Regions from separate parts of the Sus scrofa genome. Here regions 1 and 3 are each linked to region 2. The links are chromatin contacts, called in public Hi-C and HiChIP or PLAC-seq maps. All regions are on one chromosome and are shown on one strand. The core of a region is the stretch at or near the end of the contact, and the rest is flanking DNA. Distances in the headings are between cores, read along the strand shown. Region 1 has its middle 64 kb from the start of HERC1. Region 2 holds the start of DAPK2 (death-associated protein kinase 2). Region 3 holds the start of HERC1 (probable E3 ubiquitin-protein ligase HERC1).

Region 1 (3,712 bases), core at 14-2,513, 150 kb before region 2:
GATACAACCAGGACAACAGATGGATCTTCCGGAAGGCTTGAACTCCACCTGAGAAAGAACTTGTAATGACGTGAACAGTTTGATGCCAGTTCCTGAGGGTCCTTGCCACCTCGGGGCATCTTCCGTGGGGCTGGATGAGCATCTATAAAGTCGCTGAAGTCCCCAGTTAGGCAGGTACTGACCACTGTCCTTCCTTCCCCAGCCTCTTTCTCCCCAGGAGAACCTGATCCCCACCAAGCCTACTGGCCTGCAGTGCAGACCCATGGGGCCCCATGAGGCTGGCTGGCCCCCACCAGAGGTGAGTGATGGTTGACAAGCAGGAGTTTTTGTCAGTGGCCTTCACTGTCTGAATACGAGAAGTAACTGAGGCCCCCTGCTCCAGGCTAGCCTACCTCCCACCTCTGATGACCATGTCCTCAGAAGAACCAGCCCCTCCTTGATGTGCCCACACTCTCTTCCCTCGCCTCATCCACATCTGTGCTTCCAGCCTCGTGGGCTACAGGAAGCGGCTTATCTATGAGCTAGCTGAATGTCTACAATGTCAGGTTTGTCCCCAGCCTGGGCTCCCCGGAACAGTGCCTAGCTCCACAACTGACATGTGTAAATGCTCAGAAGGTGTGTTTGCTTTCCATGCCCTACCAGGCACACACGAGCGGGCAAATGCCCCCTTGTCCTTCTTCATGTGCTCTTGGAAAAGAACCTGTGAAGCCCATTCCAGTCAAGAAGCCGTGACTGAGGCTTCCTGCCCCTGCTGTCCCTGGGGGAAAAGTTACTGTTTAAAATCAGACAAGCTTGACTTACTGATTGCATTGTGGATAAGCATACTATTGTGGTGCTTTTTGTTTCTCTCTTGGCTGGTTGGGATGGAGAGGGAAGAGAAGGATTTTCTAGAGTCTGGACTCATGGCCTGGTGGTGCCTCCAGACTGTTAAGAGTTTGGCAAGGTCCTCTAATTTGTACCTTTCAAGACCATCGACTCTGGCTTCCTCCCCGACCAGGAAGCATCCATCAGCCAGTTTCAACGCTATCAGCTTGGTTATTGGAACAGCCTGAGAAAGCCATGACCCAGGGTATCAGCTGGGGAAATATCCAAGGCTTGGCTCGTCTCCTGCCAACTTCTATGTCCCCTGAGCTTTCTCATTTCCGCTCCTTCCTAGGGCTGGCTGAGGTCTTGACCTTCTGAAAGACTGCAGGGTCAGCCAGCCCATCTGAAATTTCCCCTTCATGTGTATGAAAGGTGATACGTCCAACTGTGAACACATACAGGCCACATCCTTATGACTCAGCAGATGTGGCTTTTCTCAACTCTGTCCCCTGGAAAGTCAAATAGACCAGTCTCAAAGGTCTGACAGCATTAGAACAGAGGCTGCAAAGCCTGGGCCAGAGGCACTTCCCCATAAGTCCTTTTGGACAAAACCAGATACCCAGATACACCCACACAGAGACAGATGCACACACCCAGACACATAGTCAGATGTACACACAGAGAAACAAAGAGACACACACAAACAAAACTCAGACACATCCATGAATGTGTGGGCACATGCGTGCATGCACACACACACACCCAAATACACACACATAGAAGCAGATGCACACACAGAGATATTTAGAAATACCCAGAAACACAGACATAACACACATACACACTCTCTTCTAAAAGACTCATCTAGAGTCAGATCTGTCCTCTGTACCTGACCTTGAACACCCCTTTCGACCCCAACAGGTAGCTGCTGGCTCTCTGACCTGGAACCTGGGTCGCAATAGCTAGAGGTAGGGAAAATGACAAACTCCAGATTCATCACATGACTAATTCAACACCCAGAAAAGAAGTTTTACTCTTTTGTTTGGTGACTTTCCAAGTCCATTCATGCGAAGGCATAAGGACAAGGAAACAGAACAGCAACCCAGACTTTCTTTCCCCTTCTCTTATTGGAAGCTTCATTTGTCAAGGCTAGACAAAAGTCTGACCCACAGTAGGCTTTCCGTTCCAAGGCATATTATACTAAGTAGGTCCCTGGAGAACAGGAATGCCATTAGCGTTTTGGCTTCTTGCCAGTGTGAAGTCCTGCAATTCTCCTTGACATTTTGGATCAACCAAGGAAAGAGAAGTCATTCATTAACTCTGTCCATAAATACTTGCTCAACACCCACAGACACTGTACACAATCCGGCATCAGAGAGTCGCAGTCCTGCTCTCACAGATCTTATTGCCCACGAGAGGAGGCAGACATCAAAAAATCAATAATTTTTTGCCTTTTAGGGCCGCTCCTGCCGTATATGGAGTTTCCCAGGCTAGGGGTCAAATTGGAGCTACAGCCACCGGCCTACACCACAGCCACAGCAACATGGGATCAGAGTGGCATCTGCGACCTACACCACAGCTCATGGCAACACCAGATTCTTAACCCACTGAGCGAGGCCAGGGATCGAACCTGCCTCCTCATGGGTGCTAGTCAGATTTCTTTCCGCTGAGTCACGACAGGATCTACCGAAAAACTCAAATAATTCTTAAAGTAAATGTGTGTTATGAGCCAAACTGGGTCTTCTACCTCTCCCCTCCCCTCAGCCCCAATTCTTCTGTTGAAGTCCTAACCCCCACACCTCATTACTACGGGACTGTACTTGGAAGTAAATGACCTCCTTCAAGAGGTCATTCATGTAAAATGAGGTCTTATGGGTGGGCCCTAATCCATTAAGTCAGATGAAAACACAGGGAGAAGGTGGTTATCTACAAGCTGTGAGGAAGTTGGAGTTCCCGTCATGGCGTAGTGGTTAACGAATCTGACTAGGAACCATGAGGTCGAGGGTTCGATCCCTGGCCTTGCTCAGTGGGTTAAGGATCTGGTGTTGCTGTGAGCTGTGGTATAGGTTGCAGATTCGGCCCAGATCCCCATTGCTGTGGCTGTGGTGTAGGCCGGCAGCTGAAGCTCCGATTCGACCCCTAGCCTGGGAACCTCCATATGCCGTGGGAGTGGCCTTATACAAAGGCAAAAAGACAAGCCTTGAGGAAGTTAATTGCTGTTGTTTAAGCCACCCCATCTGTGGTATTTTGTCATGGCCACTCTAGCAAGCTGATACAGCATCTTAAATAACAAAAGAAGGAAACAAGGTGGGGGGCAAATACTCTTGCATTTACTTCTTTAAAGAGCTGGTGTGCCCCTTGAGGTGAGCTTCACCATCCTGAACAAAAACACAAAGTTGCAGTAAGCCTCCCTCTCAGCACCCGACTCCTGCAGGGCTCTGTTCCTGCCTCCTACCTCCTAATACTTAGAGGCTACGTTTCTATTTTTTAAGCTGACCCCCTGTCTCTTATCCACATTTTCTTGCTGTGAAACTACAATATCACTCTGTTCTCCCTGCCTTAGAATAACAGAATTGGGAACCACTTCTCTTTTTTTGGGGTCTCTTTCCCTGACTGCTGATTTTCCTACCTCAGTCTCAGATTCTCACAGTGCCCATCCTGCTCTTGCTGTTTCCTTCACAAGTCTTCTCACATCACAAATATCCATGACATCTATGAGCAGTGTTCAACACTGCCTTCTGACTCTGGTTACCCAGAAATATGCATCTGCAGGCATCCAGTGGTGGATGCAAGGCCATCCCATTCAGTCCCCTGGTCCAACTGACACACATATGCTGTTTCAAAGGCGCAGCTCCCCAAATATAAACAATTTTCAGAGTTCCTGTCATGGCACAGCAGAAATAATTTG
Region 2 (3,928 bases), core at 1,399-3,898:
CAAAGTTTTACATAATAAAAAAAGAGTCTAATATCTACTTATAGGACCAATGAGATAATACATGTAGAATGTTTTTATGTTTAAATGTTTTTAACAGTCCTTGGAGTTCCTTCCCTCCTGCCTACTGTCTTGGAGCCTTATGAGGGCAAGAGTTGTGACATTCTCACATCTGTCCCCTTGTGGTAGCTGGTATACAGCAGGCATTCTGCAAGCATAGGTTGATTTATTTATTTATTTTGCTTTTTAGGGCCGCTCCCACGGCATACAGAGGTTCCCAGGCTAGGGGTCTAATCAGAGCTGTAGCAACTGATAACAACTTGAAGCCCCTTCATAACATCTCTCCCCAAGATGAATTTGCATTTTATCAATTTAGAAGCTAAAGGGGAGACACTCAGGTGGAATTATAGTCACCAAGTAGGACCCAGAGGAGGACCAAGAGGCACAGACACCTTTCCAGCCCTGAAAAAATGAAGCTACATGGCAGAGGGCAGAGCTACAACTTTTGGTCAGAGGCACAGGCCATGGCTCCAGACATTCCGTGGATGAGGCCCATCTTAATGCCTACCTTTCTCTTAGAGGAATCTCTAGAATTCACATTCCTATCCCCAGCCCTAATACTAGGTAACAATTTTGAAGGTTAACAAAGATTTCCTAGATCTTCATAAAAAAAGGGACCTCAAAGAACACCTTGGGGATTTTTAGACCCTGCTCAGGAGCCACCAGCATGAGGAAGAGAAACCAGAGAAGATCCACCTTATCTACACTATATGTTGGGGTTCTGGGTAAGAATTCGTGGGAGGAAGTATTTGAAACCCACTACTATCTGGTCCAACCCACTTGTTTTATAAAAGAAGGAAACTGAGGTCCAGACAGCAGAAGGAACCTGCTAAAAATCACACAGCTAGCCCACTCCAGCCGCTCTTACCCTGGCTTCTGTTACGAGCACCCTCAACTCTCCAGTGCTGGCACCAAGGCTGGGAAGTCAGTGGCCTCCTGAGGGACAACCACAAGCAAGCTTCAAGGACAGAAGGATAATCCCATAAGGGACTTTCCATCATCCTAAGGCTTCTTCTTCATGGGTCCCAGCTCCCTCTGCCAAACTCAGAGATGCTCACCCAGGGCAAGTCTGTGAAATGGGTGTGATTGTCCCCTGATGCCCTACATCAAGAATCATCACATTTGGGCTCTGAGGAGGCTGACAACAGAAGGGAGAGGCACCTAGCATTACAGAGCCTCACCATGCCCTGGAGGCTCTCACCCGCCCCAATCTCTGATGAGGAAACTGGGGCTCAGAGAGGGTCAGCCACCTACCTGGGCTGACATGAGAAAACTGTTCCTGGTGAAGGTCCAGCTCCACTTGGCACCTGCACCTCCTCACCTAGGGAGGCCTTAGGGAGGTGGTCAGGGTCAGTTCAGGTCTTGTTCCTGCCAGTGGGAAACTTGTCCCAGACCAGTACACACCCACCCACATCCACATACCCCTGTACCCCCTGCCCAAGCCTCTCCCAAAGCTGCTGAATGAGGTCGCTTCAGGTGCTAAAAACATATCTTGGGAGATGGGTGTTTTGGGAAAGAACAGGACTCTGGAAGTGACTGTGAAAAAGCCAAGACGCCAGGACCCCTCGGTCACTAGGACTCTCCCAGGAAAACCCTACAGGGAGGCAGTTGAGAAACAGTGTCAGAAACCACAGACCCCAGCTGCCCTGCACTGGATTCTAGAGTACAAGGTACAAGGGCTGTGCTCTATCCACCTTTCCCCAGGGTCCTTCCCACCTGTCAGTGAGGCAGCCAACTAAGTATGTTCTCTTCCAGTGCCCACTCCTAGCCTACCCCCACCTGCCCTGGCCTCTGCTCAACTCTCCTGGCCTCCTCTCCTCCTCCCTAAAGTGAGAAGACTAATTTCCACCTTGCAGAGTTACAGTGAGCATTTAGCCAGACCCACACCTGCCATGAGACATCCACAATGCCTGGCCCAGAGCTGGGTCAACTGTTGACAACCCCCCTCCCCATGCTGGGGTAGAAAGCCCAGCCTGTTGCAGACCTACTGGCTGCCCCATGCCCACCCTGACTCTGCCCCAGGCCAGGCTCCCCACCCCGGGGACCACAGCTTCGTCCTGCCACAGAGAAAGCCTCCTCGCATCACCTCCTCACTCAAGGGGGAGAAGGAAGTATTCGAGAAGGCTGATGTTAAGGAAGACCTGGCCCTCTCCTCCCAGTGCTCTCCCCCCGCGGCAAGGGGTCTTAGCGTGATGGAAGCCAGTCTCCTACAATCCTCCCTAAGCACCTGGCCTCTGCCCGCAGCTCCCACCCGATCCCTCAGGTCAAAGTGCCAGACTTCGGACCGCGCCCTGGGGGAGCAGTCGGGTGCCGGCCAGAACGCCCAAAGCCAAGGCCGGTCATACCCCGGGGGAGCGGCATCAGGGACCCGGCGGCGCACTCAAGGGTAGGAGAACACGCCTCGGAGTAGTTTGCCCCCGCCAGCCCCACTCCCAGCCCCCTCTCCACACGCCCTGTCCCTCCCGTCGAGCCCGCAGACGGACACTACTCACGGCGGTAGTCTGAGCGGCAGGCGGTGGGCACGAGGGGCTCGGCGGGGCGTGCGGCCCTCGGCTCAGATCTGCTCGCTGCGCGCCCGCCCGCGGAGCGTCCGAGGAGCCGAGGGGGCGGGGCGGCCGGCCTGGTCCCAGGCGCCGGCTGGAGGCGCTCCCCGAGGCCCGAGAAGGGACTCGGGGCGCCCCCTGCCGGGAGCCCCCTCCGGCCAGCCCTGGGGTGAGGACCTAGTGTCTTCTGCCGGGTCAGGGTGAGCACCTCAGAGCCCCTGCGGATTCCAGGAGAGGGGGCAAGAGACAGAGTGGCAGGAACCTCAGGGCGTCTTCACTGGATCTGCTGCCCTTACAGCCTGTGTGTCTTTGGGCAAGTCACATAGCCAGGCATGATCGCTCAGAAAGTGGTATTTCCGGGAGTTCCCATTGTGCTTCAGCGGTTAAGGAACCCTACTAGCACCCATGAGGACGCAGGTTCGATCCCTGGCCTCACTCAGTGGGTTAAGGATCCAGCGTTGCTGTGGCTGTGGTGTAGGCCGGCAGCTGCAGCTCCAATTTGACCCCTAGCCTGGGAACCTCCAAATGCTGCGGGTGTGGCCCTAAAAAGACGAAAAAGACAAAAAAAAAAAAAAAAAAAAGGAGAGAGTGGTATTTCCTTGTCTCCTGTTATCCCGTTATCACACAGGCGCCCCAAGAGGAAGTCCCACCAGGGAATAGGCCCCTTGCAACGACAACGCACAGATTCTGACACACAGATTCCTCTGGAAAACTAATCATCCACGTTTCACAGTGGGGTGGGGGGAGACTCACCTCATCACCCCACCCCATCCACTCACACCCCCTGCAACACACCATTTGGGAGCAGCCTGACCTCTATGCCCCCAGTCCTGCCCAGCGCGTTGGTGAGTGAAGCTTCACATCGCCCTCAAGTCTTCCCTAATAAAAGATTGGAAAGTGGAGTCCTCTTCCCTTCTTCCTTCTGTCCAAAATCCCAGGAGGAAAAAGGAATGAGAGTGGAAGGGGTGGTAAGAGGAAGGAAGTGGAAACAGAATTTAATCCAGGTCTTCTTATTTCAAGACAAGAGGCTGTTTAGGGACAAGAGGCTGTTTAGGGGAAGATGAAGATCCCTTCCCCGAGCCTCCATCCCTAAGTCATCTGGGGGATCCTCAAAAAAGTGTTAGAGTAAATATGGTTAGACTCAGAGTCCTACATTTGGTTCAAAGCGCTGCCATGCGATTTCAGATGGCTGTAATCTTGGGCATGGCACCTGAACTCAATCTTTATCAGTAACATAAGCAACCACCCATTCTAACAGCATCTAATGGAGCTTTATGGGGCTGAAATGAGACAGACTGTGTAAGATGCACCTGGAGGACCCTCACCTT
Region 3 (3,773 bases), core at 1,175-3,674, 210 kb before region 2:
ACTTTTTATTACCTAGTTGTCCAGCCATAAAATTCAAGGTTTTTCCACAAGTCAATCTGCTTTCATCCTAATACAAACTTCTCTCCACACCCCAAACTACAAAGTCATCAAGGTCTGAAAATCTGAATTTTAAAAAATCAGCTGTTCAAACTACATAGTCCTTTTCTTCTAAATCTCAAATATTGAGAAGGAGTAATTTAGTCTTTTTTGGGAAAAACTGCTTGGGACGTTAGAATTGTACTGTATTTATTATTTGCACCCTCTACTAACCAACCCAGTCCAACAACTCATCCGAAATTCCTTTACTCAAATAGGATTTTCAAATGTTTATATGTAAAAATAAAAAAAAAAGATCAATGATGCTTTACATTTGCTTTTTCCTCCATGCATCACCAGGATGCCGGCATTGGGAGTGGAATACATGACCAGCAAATGAACGATTAAGCATCACATGCAAACAGCATGACTAGAAATTTAAGAAGCAAAGTGATAAGAACCTGAGGGAAAGCAAAATTCATAAAAGTTTAGAATTACAAGTGGACTTAACAGGCCATTTAATACACTCCATGACAACCCTAGATAGATGACAATCTTTCCTGTTTTTAAAAGCCTCCAGGTTTTCAACCTCCCTAGATGTCTAATTCTGCCACATAATTCAGTCAGGTGATTTGGGCGAAATACTACAAGACTATTCTTTGGCCTACCTAATGCTTTCTTTTCTCAAATAGTATAAGGATACATTTTAACTCACTTTCAAGATGTATGAAGGTGTATATGTGCCTAATACATGTTGTATGTATATAATATGCACATGTATGCATACAGGCAATTAGGGCATTCAAGTTCTGCTTGTATAGAAAGCTATATAATCAAAGGCACATGTCCATCCCATTCTAATCACAAAAGTACCATGAAACAAACAATGTCATATAATGATTTTGGTCTAAAAATAACCAATGGAAACCAATTTTACAAAACCTTGAGGTAAACAGGTTTCTTCCCACCATGAATAATCAAAGTTTATCTACTTTCCACAACCACTACTCACTATCAGATCCCACCACAGGCTGAAATGTAACAACACATATATACTAGATCCAAGTAGATAATAATTTCTAATTAAAAAAAAAAATTTAGCTAACAATCATATTGGAAGAAGGCCCAATGAAAGAGAGAGTGATGAATGAGTACAGCCAGTGATAATGAACAAGTAACCAATTTTAATCAAGCAGGCCTAAGAAGTGACTTAAATAAATCACTTTTGCAACATATATAGAAAGAGGAAGTCTCAGTCAAGGATAAGCCAAACACTATTTGAAAAAATTAAGTGCTAGGAAATACACCAAAATATTAATCATGAAATAGAAATGTAATTACAAGAATGGATTTGGTATTCCTATTATTGAGTATCCATATTTTCTACAGTAATGCAGAAATTATTTTTAAATTAAGGCAAACTCCGTCCCTGTGTTTCACAGTTCTCTAGGACACACAGCATGTCTTTTACATAACCTCCTGGGAGAGATGGTACCAGCTTCAGTCCTCCTCGTGTCTCCCACGAACCTGCCACCCATCAAAGAAAGAGTTTCACCATGTTCCGTGGGACAGCTCCTGTCATCATCACCCTCATCTCACCCCAGAGACTGAACAATGCATCTCGTCTCCCCTCCTGGGAGGAGAAGCTTTATAAATTGTTATTTTATAGAGACGGAAGACTTGAAGAAAGGTTTACCAGATGATGAGCTGTGCCCACCCAGAAGCAGAGAAAAGGGGAAAGACATGTCGTCCCAACCTCCACCCCTCAAAAAGCTACCGGTGACGGGGGGCACCGGTGTCGCGGCTCTCCTCAGATCCCGAAAGAGAGTCGGGCCGCCACCCCACCCCCTCCCCCGGTCCAAGCCCCAGCGGGGGCGGGGCTCTCGTTAGCGGATAAAGGGGTGGGGGAAAAGGTCAGAAACGCGACCCCCGAGGGCCAAGGGACAGGTACAGCAAGCCGCCGGAGGGGCGGGTCCCTCCGCCCTCACGGCCGAGCGGTTCGGCTTTTAACGCGTCTCTGTAGGCGCCCGGGCAGCAAGAGGCCTTTGGGGGCCAGGGAGCCGCACCGCGCCGGGAGGGTTTCCTCAGGCCTTCGCCTGCATCCCACTCGGGACCCCGGCGACCCCTCTCGGCTGCGGCTCCCGAACGGCCCCGGCCGGCCTTGCCGGGCCGGCGGGGCGCACGCACAGGCGGCCAAGAGTGCAGAAGAGGAGGCATTACCATACGCTGCTCCAGAGCTGGCGGCGGTGGGGCGCGGCTCCGGCGACCCGAGCCCGGCTCGGCAGCGGCTGCGGCGGCCGCGTCCTTTATTTTTGCTGCAGCAGCGGCGACTTGTCAAAGGGAAAGACGTAAGAGGCGGTGGCAGCGGCGGCAGGCGAGTCTCGCGGGATTTGGGCAGAACTCTCGCGCAGTCTCGAGCCCTCGCCCCGCCCCCAGGTCCATCGCGGGAGGCCGAAGGGGTTGGGGGAGGAGCGCTCCCGGGCGAGTTTGCAGGAGAACGGGAAAAGGGAATGATGTTTAATGAGTAGCGATGGGGAGCGCAGATTCTAGGTATTCCTCGCCACCGCACAGCCCTCACCGTTCAGTCCTCGCGGAGTCTGGACAGCTCGGTCCGTCCGTGGGGATCGGACTGTGCCTATGAGGCACAATTGGGGACGTTTCACAAAGGACAGTGAGGAGAGGGGGCTGCCAGCCAGCGCGCCCCGTTTTCCTCGTTGCTTCCCTCGTAGTGGGCGTGGATGACCCCACTGTCCCGCTCCCTGGTGCTGAAGGATGGAGCGAGGCGTGAAAATGCTGGCTGCAGGGGCTAGGCGACCACACCCCTTTATCTCAGACTTGCACCACGCGCTCTGAGTTCTTTATCTCCCACGACAGTCAGTCCTAGACTTCTGGCCGGTTAAGTTCAGTCATATGAAAGCGTTTCATTTGACTTCTATCTCATTATTAATGTCTTTACGCCGCAGGACTGCCAAAACCCTACAAATGCTGGGGCCTGCGACGACTCTGTTTTCTGCTGAGGAAAACGGAGGTAAATTATATCCTGGATCCTGACTTCGACCTCTACAATGAAGGGACCGTGACTGGCTTAGTCATCACTGTGTCCTCAGCACCTAGCCCTGGTCCATTGTTGAATGAATACACCTGTCGCTGTCTTCCTTCTGTACCTGTTCTTACTCCTAGACTCCTCATTTCTAGCCACCTTCCTGGTATCCTTCGTTGGAAATATTCTAACGAGCACCGATTATGTGCATCTATTTCTAGTAAACTAGAAATGCGGGAGTGGGTGTGTGTAGAATGATGTCATTGTTGCCAGTGCTTTACGGTCTGGGTATCTTGTGTGAAGCTGAGACGAGGTTAACAGGCTCTCTAGCCATTCTCATTTTAACTTGTTGATCATGTAGGCATCTGTGCTACTCAGGGCATCCCTTGACATTCTGTTTTTCTTGGATTTATAAAACTTTACTAGGACTTTCCTTATTTCAAAGACCAAGTGAGACATTTTCCCCTTTGCCCTCTCCTTAGTTTCCACCCTCAGGGCAATGTAGAAAGGAGAATTGAATACAACTGAGACCAATTGCATACTCTTATCAAATACAAATAATGTCACAAGTAAGCCCTGAATACCTTCCGCCTTCTCTTTAACCATTCCACCCCTTCTCTGACCACTCTTTAATATTTAAATCAACTTCTGATGCAGTTTCATTGTCAGCACCATTCTCCAAACTCTACCAGTTCAT

The links. Hi-C and Micro-C count contacts between places; a contact is called where the count stands out from the background. HiChIP or PLAC-seq counts read pairs in DNA pulled down with a chosen protein or histone mark.
Region 1: an H3K27ac HiChIP or PLAC-seq map of skeletal muscle shows a contact between it and region 2, with 9 times the contacts expected there. The contact joins the enhancer-like site here to the promoter of DAPK2 in region 2. A contact is called at or near these places in 1 of 5 promoter capture datasets (liver), 9 of 47 Hi-C or Micro-C datasets (embryonic fibroblasts, epiblast stem cells, heart right ventricle and 3 more) and 1 of 2 datasets of contacts at active chromatin or transcription factors (skeletal muscle).
Region 3: a Hi-C map of skeletal muscle shows a contact between it and region 2, with 2.2 times the contacts expected there. The contact joins the promoter of HERC1 here to the promoter of DAPK2 in region 2. A contact is called at or near these places in 1 of 5 promoter capture datasets (liver), 3 of 47 Hi-C or Micro-C datasets (embryonic fibroblasts, heart right ventricle and skeletal muscle) and 1 of 2 datasets of contacts at active chromatin or transcription factors (skeletal muscle).

The regions. Positions count from the first base shown.
Region 1 is chr1:108,140,747-108,144,458 of Sscrofa11.1, reverse strand. No RefSeq gene overlaps it. Among named protein-coding and RNA genes, the nearest start is that of HERC1, 64 kb to the left of the region's middle. Within about 2 kb of position 1,263, at least 19 of the 83 cell types and tissues checked have an H3K27ac peak or open chromatin away from gene starts, as enhancers often do. A contact at or near this core is called in liver and skeletal muscle, where this site is marked.
Region 2 is chr1:107,996,025-107,999,952 of Sscrofa11.1, reverse strand. DAPK2 (death-associated protein kinase 2) reads right to left here and starts at 2,648. Exons shown (of 12, transcript NM_001243563.1): 1 at 2,550-2,648.
Region 3 is chr1:108,204,823-108,208,595 of Sscrofa11.1, reverse strand. HERC1 (probable E3 ubiquitin-protein ligase HERC1) reads right to left here and starts at 2,424. Exons shown (of 78, transcript XM_021094078.1): 1 at 2,257-2,424.